Regions from separate parts of the Gossypium hirsutum genome. Here region 1 is linked to region 2. A link is a contact called in public Hi-C data. All regions are on one chromosome and are shown on one strand. The core of a region is the stretch at or near the end of the contact, and the rest is flanking DNA. Distances in the headings are between cores, read along the strand shown. Region 1 has its middle 21 kb from the start of LOC121204232. Region 2 holds the start of LOC107952163 (probable plastid-lipid-associated protein 11, chloroplastic).

Region 1 (5,138 bases), core at 2,289-4,788, 460 kb before region 2:
TTACATAGATATTTTCTCTTTCATATTCATAAGCTAAATCATGTGGTGTTACTAACAAATATGTTAGGGTCTATATTTTGAGTCGCACGTTATTAGGCCAAGCCCTTAGAATTTATGTGATGACAAGTCAACAAATTTTATAAGTGACAGATCAAACATAATTTAATTTTAATTGTTGATAAGATAATTAAATATTTAACGATGTCTCTAATAAAATAAGGTGGGGTAAGATGAGGTGTATAGTCATTTTAAATAAAAGAATTTATTAAATAATTTTGACATATATTACAAAAACTTAATAAAAAAACAAAGAAATAGAACATATGAATTAAAAATAGTGTTAGAGAAAATGAAGAATCAATTTAACTGTAATATGATTTTTGAGCAAAAACATTCTTGGAAACAAAATATATATATATATTATAGAATAGAAAACTCTTATAATAGAATTTACTATCTCATACAATTTCCACAAGTACCAAAGGAAAAGCTTCTTAAGTGCGTGTAATAAGTATTCTGTTAGTTTTCATAACCAAAAAAGGGACTATTGTTAACTACTGTACTAAGAAGCATATTACAATGTTAGAATTCTTACCCAAGCATTAGTGGTTATTAGATTATGCCATAATGTGGGTAAAAGTTTTTATATAAAACATATATTTGTAAAAAAAAAATTATGTATAAAATTTTAGGTGAAATTTTGAAGGGTATTGTGTTTTGAGCTCAAACGCTACCATGTGAAATTTTTAAAATTTATTCTCCATTTAGATTGATGTTAATAAATTTTATATAAAAATATAAAAAACAAAATTACACTTATAGTAATAGTAATTATTTTATAAAAATTATTTTTATTTATTTTCAATTGAGTTGGAATCCAATTGACTTATGACACTAGTCAACTAAGAACTTAAATATAGTATAGATAATTTGGAATAAGAAGGAAACATATAAGTCTCCTCTAACATATATTTAATTGAGTGAATGCCCTTTCCATAATGTATAGTCTATACTAATATTTAATTGTTTAACTAAATTCATGTGATGAATCAATCGAACACCAATTCAATAGAGAAATAATTACAAATTCATTTCTTTAAATAAAACAACATATATGGTTATAAGAATATTTATATCTTTTGATATTATAAATAGAGTAAATTTCCCAAAAATATCGTTTGTAAAAAAATTACTAGATTAGGTTGTATTTTCTAAAAATTACAGGACAATGTCAAAATAAGAAAAATGCACATTTTCAACGGATTTGCAGGAAAACATTTCCTTCAGTTAGAAGGGTTTTCTTGCTCTAATACTTTTTTTTTGTTTGTGCCATTTTTTGTGAAAATAAAACTTGCAAAACTTATCTTTTTGTAGACAACAAGTCTCATTTCTCTTGTTTTCTTAAGCGATATGAGATATGGATCTATATAAATTCATAATCCATTTACAATTTATTCCTAGATAATGTGAGATTACTTACTCTTTTAAATAACAACATATGATTAAAGACTACACTTAATTTTTAGAAATGGAAGACAAAACTTTGTACAACATTAAACTCTAACAAAATAAAACATCATAAACTCTTATACAAATATTATCGTTGTAAAAAAAGTCCAGTAAAAAAAGAAAGGCTAATTTACACATATAGTAACACATAATATTTTATATATAAATATTAAAGTGTAAAAATTAATTAGAGATAATATAGTGACGCATATTTTAGTTTTTATTTTTGAATATGTTAAATATAGATATTATTTTGTCAATAATTATAGATATTATTGTATTAACTCGATATGTTTATTTTTACATTTCTCTATATTTCTAAAAGTAAAAAGTATATTAGTCAATAAATAATTCGGTGACAAAGAATTTGTATTATTATTTAGTCTTCTATTAATACATAATTTTAAATTCAAACATGAAACAACTCTACCTCTCTTCCTATAAAAAATAATAAAAGAACAATGTAAATGAGTTAAGACTAAATCAATCAAGAAAATTACTTAAATAATTTTACATATTTACAAAAAAATATTTTATTATGAGAATATTTTTATTTTTTTCTTATTTGTTAAAAAATAGAAAATTTTCAAGTGTAAATAATATTTTTAAATATAAATTAATACATGATTATAAAATAAAAAATAACACAAATGCGATACAAATGTATAAAATTTTCATGATAAAAAATGAAAGAAAATAAAAAATAAAAAAATGATTTACCCAAATTACCCAAAAATAATTTAAAGATAATAATTAGTTTTCTAATGACTAACCTCAATTTATAATCTGAATAATCTCAAGCAAAAGGATAGCATTTAAAAATGACAAAATAATTTGTTAGAGTTTAATATTGTACAAAGTTTTGTCTTTAGTTTTTAAGAATTAAGTGTAGCCTTTAATTTTATTTATGTTGTTAGTTAAAAAAGTGAGAAATCCCATATTGTTTAGGAACAAACTGCAAATGGATTGAGTCTATATAGACCTATATCCCATGTCGTTTAAGAAAACAAGAAAAATGAGACTTAAAGTCTATATAAATACTTGTTTTATAAGTTTTATTTTCACAAGAGATGGCACCAAAATATTTCTAAAAAAGATACTGGGAGCAGAAAGTGCTTCTAGTTCGAAGTATTTTTCTATCAATACACTGAAAATACTTTCCTACAAATTCGTTAAAAATGCTTCTAATTGGAAATATTTTCATTATTTCGACCTAGCCCCGTAAGTTTTTTACAAAACAGCCTAATTCAATAATTAAAAGAAAAAGGAAAGTTTGTTTTAAAAAAAAAACCACTCGGAACACAATAATAAGGTTTGAATATTAGATTTCAAGAAAAAAGAAAATTTGAACCACTATTCTCAAGACCTTTAATTATAAAAATAAAAAATAACATTATTTTTTGTTGGGTTGTTAAAAGGAAGTGCATGTAATGATTCAACACCCCCCCCAAAGTCCTATCATTTATTGATTATTGTATGATTGTTTGAAAAAGTGATTTTAGATATCCCTAATCATATAAAAAGATCCAATGTTCCATTGCATCAGCCCATGTGCAATATTTAATTATCTGAATTTTATGGACAAAAAGGGATAATAAAGTAGCGAATATCTTATTTGTTGAAGGGGAAACCCTTAAAAAAGGAGAGCTGCCTGGGCACTTCAAATAATTTTATTATCAGACAAACAGAAAGGAAAATGATGGAGAGAATCTGCCAAGATTATACCCACTAATATTATTATTATTTAAAAAGAATCCTCTCACAAGTCAAACACTATTCATCAAACTCAAATGGAAATGGAGTTTGATTTTCTCTTTTTAGAAAACAAAGCGGTCATTTGAGAATAATAAATATTATGTTATATATAAAAAGATTATAAAATGAAGTTGGAGTTGGAGTTGTTTTCCTTTGTGGTTAAGTGTATGGACAAAGAGTTGAAAACAACGTTTCACTTGCATATTGCTTCATGGAAGGAGTGCAGCAAATCCCTTGGCTCCCCATTCTCCAGCTTTGCAGGGACCCCTCAAACACGTCCTTTTCATCTTTAATTACAGTTGGGGCCAACCCTCTTCTTCAGCGAGATGCATTGTGAAGGGGAGAGGAAAGACGAAAGTGGGACCCCTCAGCTTTGAATGCAACTACAAAAACCAGGCAGCTCTAATTAAGGCTACACTACCAACTGGCATGCAGTGCCAAAGCTCGGGCCAGTGTTAATGGAGGAAGCCGGTGCGGGGATGACTACTTTTCAAAGCTGTTTTTTGCATGCAGGATTGCAGGTTTTTTATCAGTCATGTAGAAGGTGGGGACCTTAACTCATTTGGCTTGATATGGGTTTTTGCAGGGTTCACGTGCACTGCGCGTGATCAGTTGGTAGATGGATTGTCCTTTGTGGGGGACTTGGCCAACAGTTCGGGAAGCCATTTCGGATTTTTATACCTACCTCTTGCTTCGCTATTTGCCATGAAGAAGATGGGCAGTTTTACTTCCATTTTTTCTTTATTAATTTGTTGGTTGGGGGGTTACTTTCGATTTTCAAAGATAGAATAACGTGTGATTCCAGAGTCAGTGACTCCATTGTTTTATCTATTGCAACTTAGTAATTCTATCACTTCAAAATGCAATAAATTTAGTTAGACCAAGAGAATATAATTTAGGATAAAATAAAGTTTGATTTCCCCATTCAAAACTTACAAAATCTCATTTAAATTTTTTTGTCACAAATTATTAAACGATTAACAGAAAGATTACATGACAACTTTTAAATTTAGTATATAATAAATTTAACTTTTAATATTTACAAATTATTTTAATTTATCCTTTTTTAAATAATTCAATTCACAATATGTAAATTAGAAATAATCACAAAGACATTTTTTTTTAAATTCTTATTATTAAATAAGATAATTAGAAATACATTGCTTTCCTTATACTTCAAATGGTAGAGAACATAATATCTCTCTATGATAATCAACTGATTTTTTGTTAGCTTGAGCTGATCACCGTTGATGAAGCAAATAAAAGTTTAAAAAAGAATTGAAGCAATTAGAATTATATTTGGGTTTACTTAACGTAGTGAGTACTTTTTATTGTCATAAAATTGAATCGGGAATTTATTGAAAATTGGGTTGTTTTGTTTATTGTTGTTGTTTTTTTATTTTATCATGGAGTCAAACACATGGACAATGTTGCGAAAGGATGAAGTGACAACACTCTAATTGTAACACCCCTCGTCCTACCTGATCGTCGAGTATGAGTTATAGAATGTTACAATCATTTCCGGAGCAACTACTGACGAAAACATTGAAAATAAACCATTTAAACATACAAATATTTCATAATTATAGTCATTATATGATAAAGAGACTTTACCGAGACTCAATCACACATACGAAAACTTAATTGTTAGTTTGAACATGAAATAGGGCCAAATTGAAAATTTTCAAAATTTTAGAATAGGTAACGATACCTCTAAAAGGCATCGATACCAAATTTAATTTCGGTGTTTGGAAAATTCATCCTCAAATCAACAAGTATTGATATCATATTCTAGTATTGATACCGTTTTATGATTCTATTTATTTTGTAAAAGCTTATCAAAATACTAGTGTTTTGATACTCGTGTAAAGTAT
Region 2 (5,289 bases), core at 748-3,247:
ATGTAGTAATCAGCTCTTATAAGGCTGTGATATGTTTTTGTTCTAGTACTTGGGAAAATATTCACATAAATGGTATATATTGCTAAACATACATTGTTTGTCACCATCAGAACAGGGAAGAAGCCCTGAATTTTTCAGATAAATATTTGAAAGCATGGCCATCCATTCAATATTCACCTGAAAAAAAATAAAGAGAAAAATGGAGGAAAATCCTTTATTCGTGACTTCATATGGCATTTGCTCGAATATTTTATATGTACATACTGACTTAACACAGAACGAAAAGTGAAATAACATTTTTTTAGTTACTACTTCTTACCCAGTTATTTATAGCTCATAATGGCCTCTAACAAACCTCAAATCAAGTCAAACAGAAGGAAGAAATAACTAAGTTTCAATTAGATAAAGGGTTAGAAAGCTCACATTTGATTACAAAGAGAGGCAAGGTTCATCCACTTTATTCTTTCCAGTTGTATGGTGCACGCTCGACAACTAAATAATCATCCCTGATATCCTTCACAACTCGTATCTCATCATCAAGGTAAACAGTTTCAAACCTATACAGAATCTTACAATCAGAAAAACACTTCTCGGCTTTCTCAAAAAGAACAGGAAACCGTATCCATAAGAAATTGCCATCAAACACAAGGAAATATTTACTATCAGTATTAAACATGTTTTTATAGAATTGCAACTTAAGAAAAGGCATCAAGGAGGAGTGGACCTTATTGTCAAATGCTAAGCTTGGAACCCAGAGTTCCTAATGTAAATCAAGACCTAAAATTATGTATTACTGCAAAATAAATGAGAATTATTACAGTCAATAATATATATAAAAAAGATACAAGTGCTCACCAACCCTGCCCAAATGGAGGCAACGGGAACTCCCAGTTTTTTCCCCTGAGAACCGCACTCGTAAACCTAGAAATTCAAAATACAATTTTATTCAGTCGTTAAGCGAGAGGAAAAGAAGGAAAAGTAGGTTTTGCTGAAGAAGAAGTAATTACTTGAAATTCACTCTCTGAGACGACGCAATTTCAATGCTGGACCGAACGAAGAAAACTCCGTCGGGTGGAAAGGTAATAACGTTATTGAGGGTCTTGTTGTCGACATCTATGACCTGCAAAACGTCGCCGGCTTGAGTACCGAAGAGGTAAGCTTTCTCTATAATGAAGAGCTGCTCTTTCTCCGTAGTCCATAGAAGCCGCCACGTGGCGGATAGGGAGTCGCCTGTGGTGACAGTATTGCGGCCCAGAACGGCCATGGCATCAATGGCTTTGATTATTGAATCGCGTTTGTTAGTGTCGTTTTGGGTTTTGAGACCCCGCTCCTGGTCGGAGATGAGATTGAGGAGGTGTTGTTTGGCTGATTGGGTGGTGAGGGAGGAGCATGTGATTTTAGGTCTAGGATAGTGAGGAGGCCGTGGTTTTTGTTTGGTGGTAGTGGAGACAGTAAGAGGAGACGATAGAGTGAGAGCCGCGAGTGACATGGTGCTTGGGTTTCTCTATTTCTTCGCGCCAGCACCAACTGATTAAAAAAAAAAAATTGAAATCTGTGGTTCAAACACAGTGGGACTTTGGGGGATAAAACTGTAATCAATGGCGTCCAATATCCCAATTTCAATTTTCTGGGCCAACCCAAAATAGCTGTTTATGATTGGTAGGGATCGACACCAGTAGCCAAGGAATACTATACGTGGATTGAAGGGACTGTTTCCGATTTCTTGCTTGCTTGTCTCCTGCCTGACATTGTTCTAGGATGGCATGGCGGCTTCATGCTAACAATGGCTTCATAGCTCTGTGTCCTTGCCTGCTTTCACCTTTCAAATTTTAATAACGAACATTATAAAATGATTGATCCCAATTTCTAAAGCATGTGAGCTTAGAACTTATCTGTCTGTTTTAACATTTTACAAAGAGAAGCTCATACTTGAGCCGATGGTGAAATTTTGCTAATTAAAAGATTTGCCGCGAAACTTGCTGAATACACAATGTTGTGTTTTTCCTTCTTCTCTTTAATCAAGTATTCCTGCTGATTTAAGATTTAATATTCATCTTAATTATCAATTTTACAGTTACAAAAATAGACTACAAGTATACCAAATACTTAACTTATTTTTAAATAATAATAATAATATAACCATATGAAAATCAACACACTTAATTCAAATTTATTTTTGAAAAAGATAAAATTGAAAGAACTATAATATATCACTTGCTACCCTTTGTGATTTATAATTTATTTTTCTCACAACCCAGACATAGGTTTAATGAATTATTCGTGCTGGATTACTACAATTCTATTTCCATAGATTGGACCAAACTATGAGGCCTTGAAACCAAACCTTGAGACCTTCTAAGTTCAGAAACCAGGGCCTTAAAAATGGAATACTAAAATTCATGTAGGAAGTTCGTTTATTTTATACATGTTCCCCGACGTGTAAACATCAGGCTCCAATTAAAATTTGAATATAATGATAGAACCTCCACCCAAAATGTATCCACTCAAAACATCGTGTTAGTGATGAAAACAGTGACATGTGAACTTAACAAAATAGCAGGGACAAGAGATGCCTCAAACTGCAATTCCATGATTACTAATTTTTGAAACCTCCTTTGTCAAAACATTCCGTTCTCGCTTTGCCTGAGACGCAAGGCTGGAAACCTGCAAATCAATTATTCCATATAAGCAATGCTTCCAAGGAAAACAGCAGCAGTCATCCAGGTTTATGGTCTATGCATTTCATTATATGACAATCAATATACTTATATATATTCAAAAAACAAGTCCATTCATAATATTCGAAGAACATACCTGCGATCGAAACCGAGATGCCTCTCTGCTTGGAAGTTCTCCAAGGGTATCTTTTAGTCCTGATGCGACATAATATAAGGAAGTTTTCTCAGCCTTACAAATGCTGAAAATAATTCAATGAACCTAATTGAGAGAGAGTACTTGAATACCTGCTGCTTGTCTTTCAATCTTATAAGCTGACTGAATTACACTTCGGATCTGCTTGCCTGCTTGCCTGAAACAAAATTGAATATGTCCAATGGCAATAATTAGCCTCAAGAGGCAGAAGTTAACATTACACTGTACTTCATTTGAAATTACAAACCTGAGTTTTGTCCGGCCACGGATCAGCTCGTCTTCGGCTACTGATGCACTTCGCTGGAAGCATAAATTTATGAAATATATTTCATAGATGCTTGATTAAAGGGCTTAAGTTGATCTAGGGAAATGATCCACTATAATTTGTGCAATACACATTTTCTAATGATATTCTAATGTACATTAAAGTTTCATCAAATAGGAACTAGAAGTCAATGTAATTCCAGGATGTATATTAAGAACAAGAAACTTTTGAAGTGGATATATACATCACCGCATGAACAGTTTGTTGGATAAAAGCTGTTTGAAAAGTCATTTCAGCAATTTAGATACTTTTCAATTCCCGGGGATTACCAATTCCCATTGAACACACAACCCAAAGCACTCTAATTAAAACAGCTCAAGTATACCTTAGGAAACAGTGAATTCTCTATTGTCATCAACATTTCATTCTTACCTTTAGATTATTATTAAAAAAAGAAAGAAAAGCTATAACTTATGTGTTTAACACAGAAGAATTCTAGAATCAGCCGAAACCAAGAGTATAAGTTCTCCACCACTGATGAACTTTCATGCATAAACTATGCACTTTTTAGGATAAGTGTATTTAACAATCCAATAAGCAGAAAAAATCCTGCTATTGAAAAACCAGCACACACCAGAGGAAGATAATTTTTGCTTCTTGGTTCAAAATCCTAATTTTCTGATTCGTAGAGATATCAGGGAAAATAAAATAGAAAACCTAAATTTTACATCACCAAGAATAGCCTATAAAACAACACTAGAAGACTGAGTAGATATGCTGAACTATAAACCAGTGGCTAGACACATTACATAGAACAGATGTCCAAAATAATAAAAACATGAAACAACATAGGCACATGATAATAGAATGCTTGTCAATAGTTTTCATCAGTTAAATCTAATGGGGAAAATGTTACCTCTAACTTCTCACTTTCAGCCTTAAGGCGGTCAATTGATTGTCTCAGTTCCTTTACTCTAATATCAGCTCTGGAAATCAAGGACTGCAACAAGAAATAGTAGGACATAAATGATAGTGGCTTTAAACTGATAAGATGTTTAATGGGTGTTGCTCACTATAATGAGCTTTCTTTTTTTGGTTCAAAATAATCTAATAAATTCAGAAAGATGCTTCCTGAACTGAGTGATTGTGTCGTAAACGGTAAAAACTGATAAATATATCACTGCATGGACCATGATGTGCAAAAACGAAATAGAAGATCCAAAAAACTATTTGGGAGGCATTCATTCAAGCAATATCGAATAAGAAGCTAGAAAAAGCTCCTCCAACATTACTACAACAGGCTGTTTCAACTTTCCCTTGACATATCAAAATTCTACTACCTTCTATGCTGCAAACTCAAATAATCCTTTGAGTTGATACAAATTTGGGATAGCCATTTGTTTCCATACTTTTACCATAAAAAATGCGTATGATTGTGAGTAGGTTAACAGATTTGAACTTTCAGGAAGAAAATGGAATTCAAGATTCTGTTGCAAGTAGATATGGATTTCACTCTTTGAGAAATTGGAATTTATAGAGACCTAACATTCCAATGTCCTGGGAGGGTAACTTTTTGCATGTAATTAGAAATCTCATTCATGTCCTTTTCTAAAATCCAAAATGAGAATAAGTAGTGGGTCTTCCAGAATCCAAATTGAGTATATGTATTTATTAGCTAAATAAACCCACCAACAAAAAGGACAAAAAGGGGACTCCATAAATCATAACATATAAGGCTAACGATATTTGACTCACCTCTTCGCTCTGAAAAAGACGCAAAGTCTTGTAATACAGTAAATGTCTTGGCCCTGGACATTGCAACAACTAGAAGTAAGAAGATGAAGAGAATTGCTTAATATGTCATTTAAGGAATTAAGCAAACTTAGCACTTGCAAGGCTGGGAATCGTAAACCTGCAAGTTCTCTAAGGAACAACTTTATCAAGACCCCTTAACAATTCTAAAACACTTAAACTAATCATTAAATTTGGTCATGACAAACACCAGCAGAACATAGAAAGAGCTAGTTTCAATGAATAGCGAGTTATGCATATACATTTGCTCGTACAATTACATGGTAGCATCATTTTCATCATATACAAAAAGGATAGAGACGGTTTTAATTGATGCCCATTGTTGCATAAACAACCTAGGA

What was found. Hi-C and Micro-C count contacts between places; a contact is called where the count stands out from the background.
Region 1: a Hi-C map of leaf shows a contact between it and region 2, with 1.8 times the contacts expected there. The contact joins the enhancer-like site here to the promoter of LOC107952163 in region 2. A contact is called at or near these places in 2 of 34 Hi-C or Micro-C datasets (both in leaf).

Annotation. Positions count from the first base shown.
Region 1 is chrA07:37,306,716-37,311,853 of Gossypium_hirsutum_v2.1, reverse strand. No RefSeq gene overlaps it. Among protein-coding and RNA genes, the nearest start is that of LOC121204232, 21 kb to the right of the region's middle. Within about 2 kb of position 3,538, at least 5 of the 9 cell types and tissues checked have an H3K27ac peak or open chromatin away from gene starts, as enhancers often do. A contact at or near this core is called in leaf, where this site is marked.
Region 2 is chrA07:36,841,597-36,846,885 of Gossypium_hirsutum_v2.1, reverse strand. LOC107952163 (probable plastid-lipid-associated protein 11, chloroplastic) reads right to left here and starts at 1,997. Exons shown (of 5, transcript XR_005930053.1): 1 at 1,008-1,997; 2 at 856-921; 3 at 424-557. It overlaps LOC107952162, which reads right to left. Exons shown (of 9, transcript XM_016887443.2): 4 at 4,892-4,944; 5 at 4,053-4,136; 6 at 3,119-3,171; 7 at 2,964-3,028; 8 at 2,815-2,873; 9 at 2,401-2,664. The coding sequence ends at 2,575.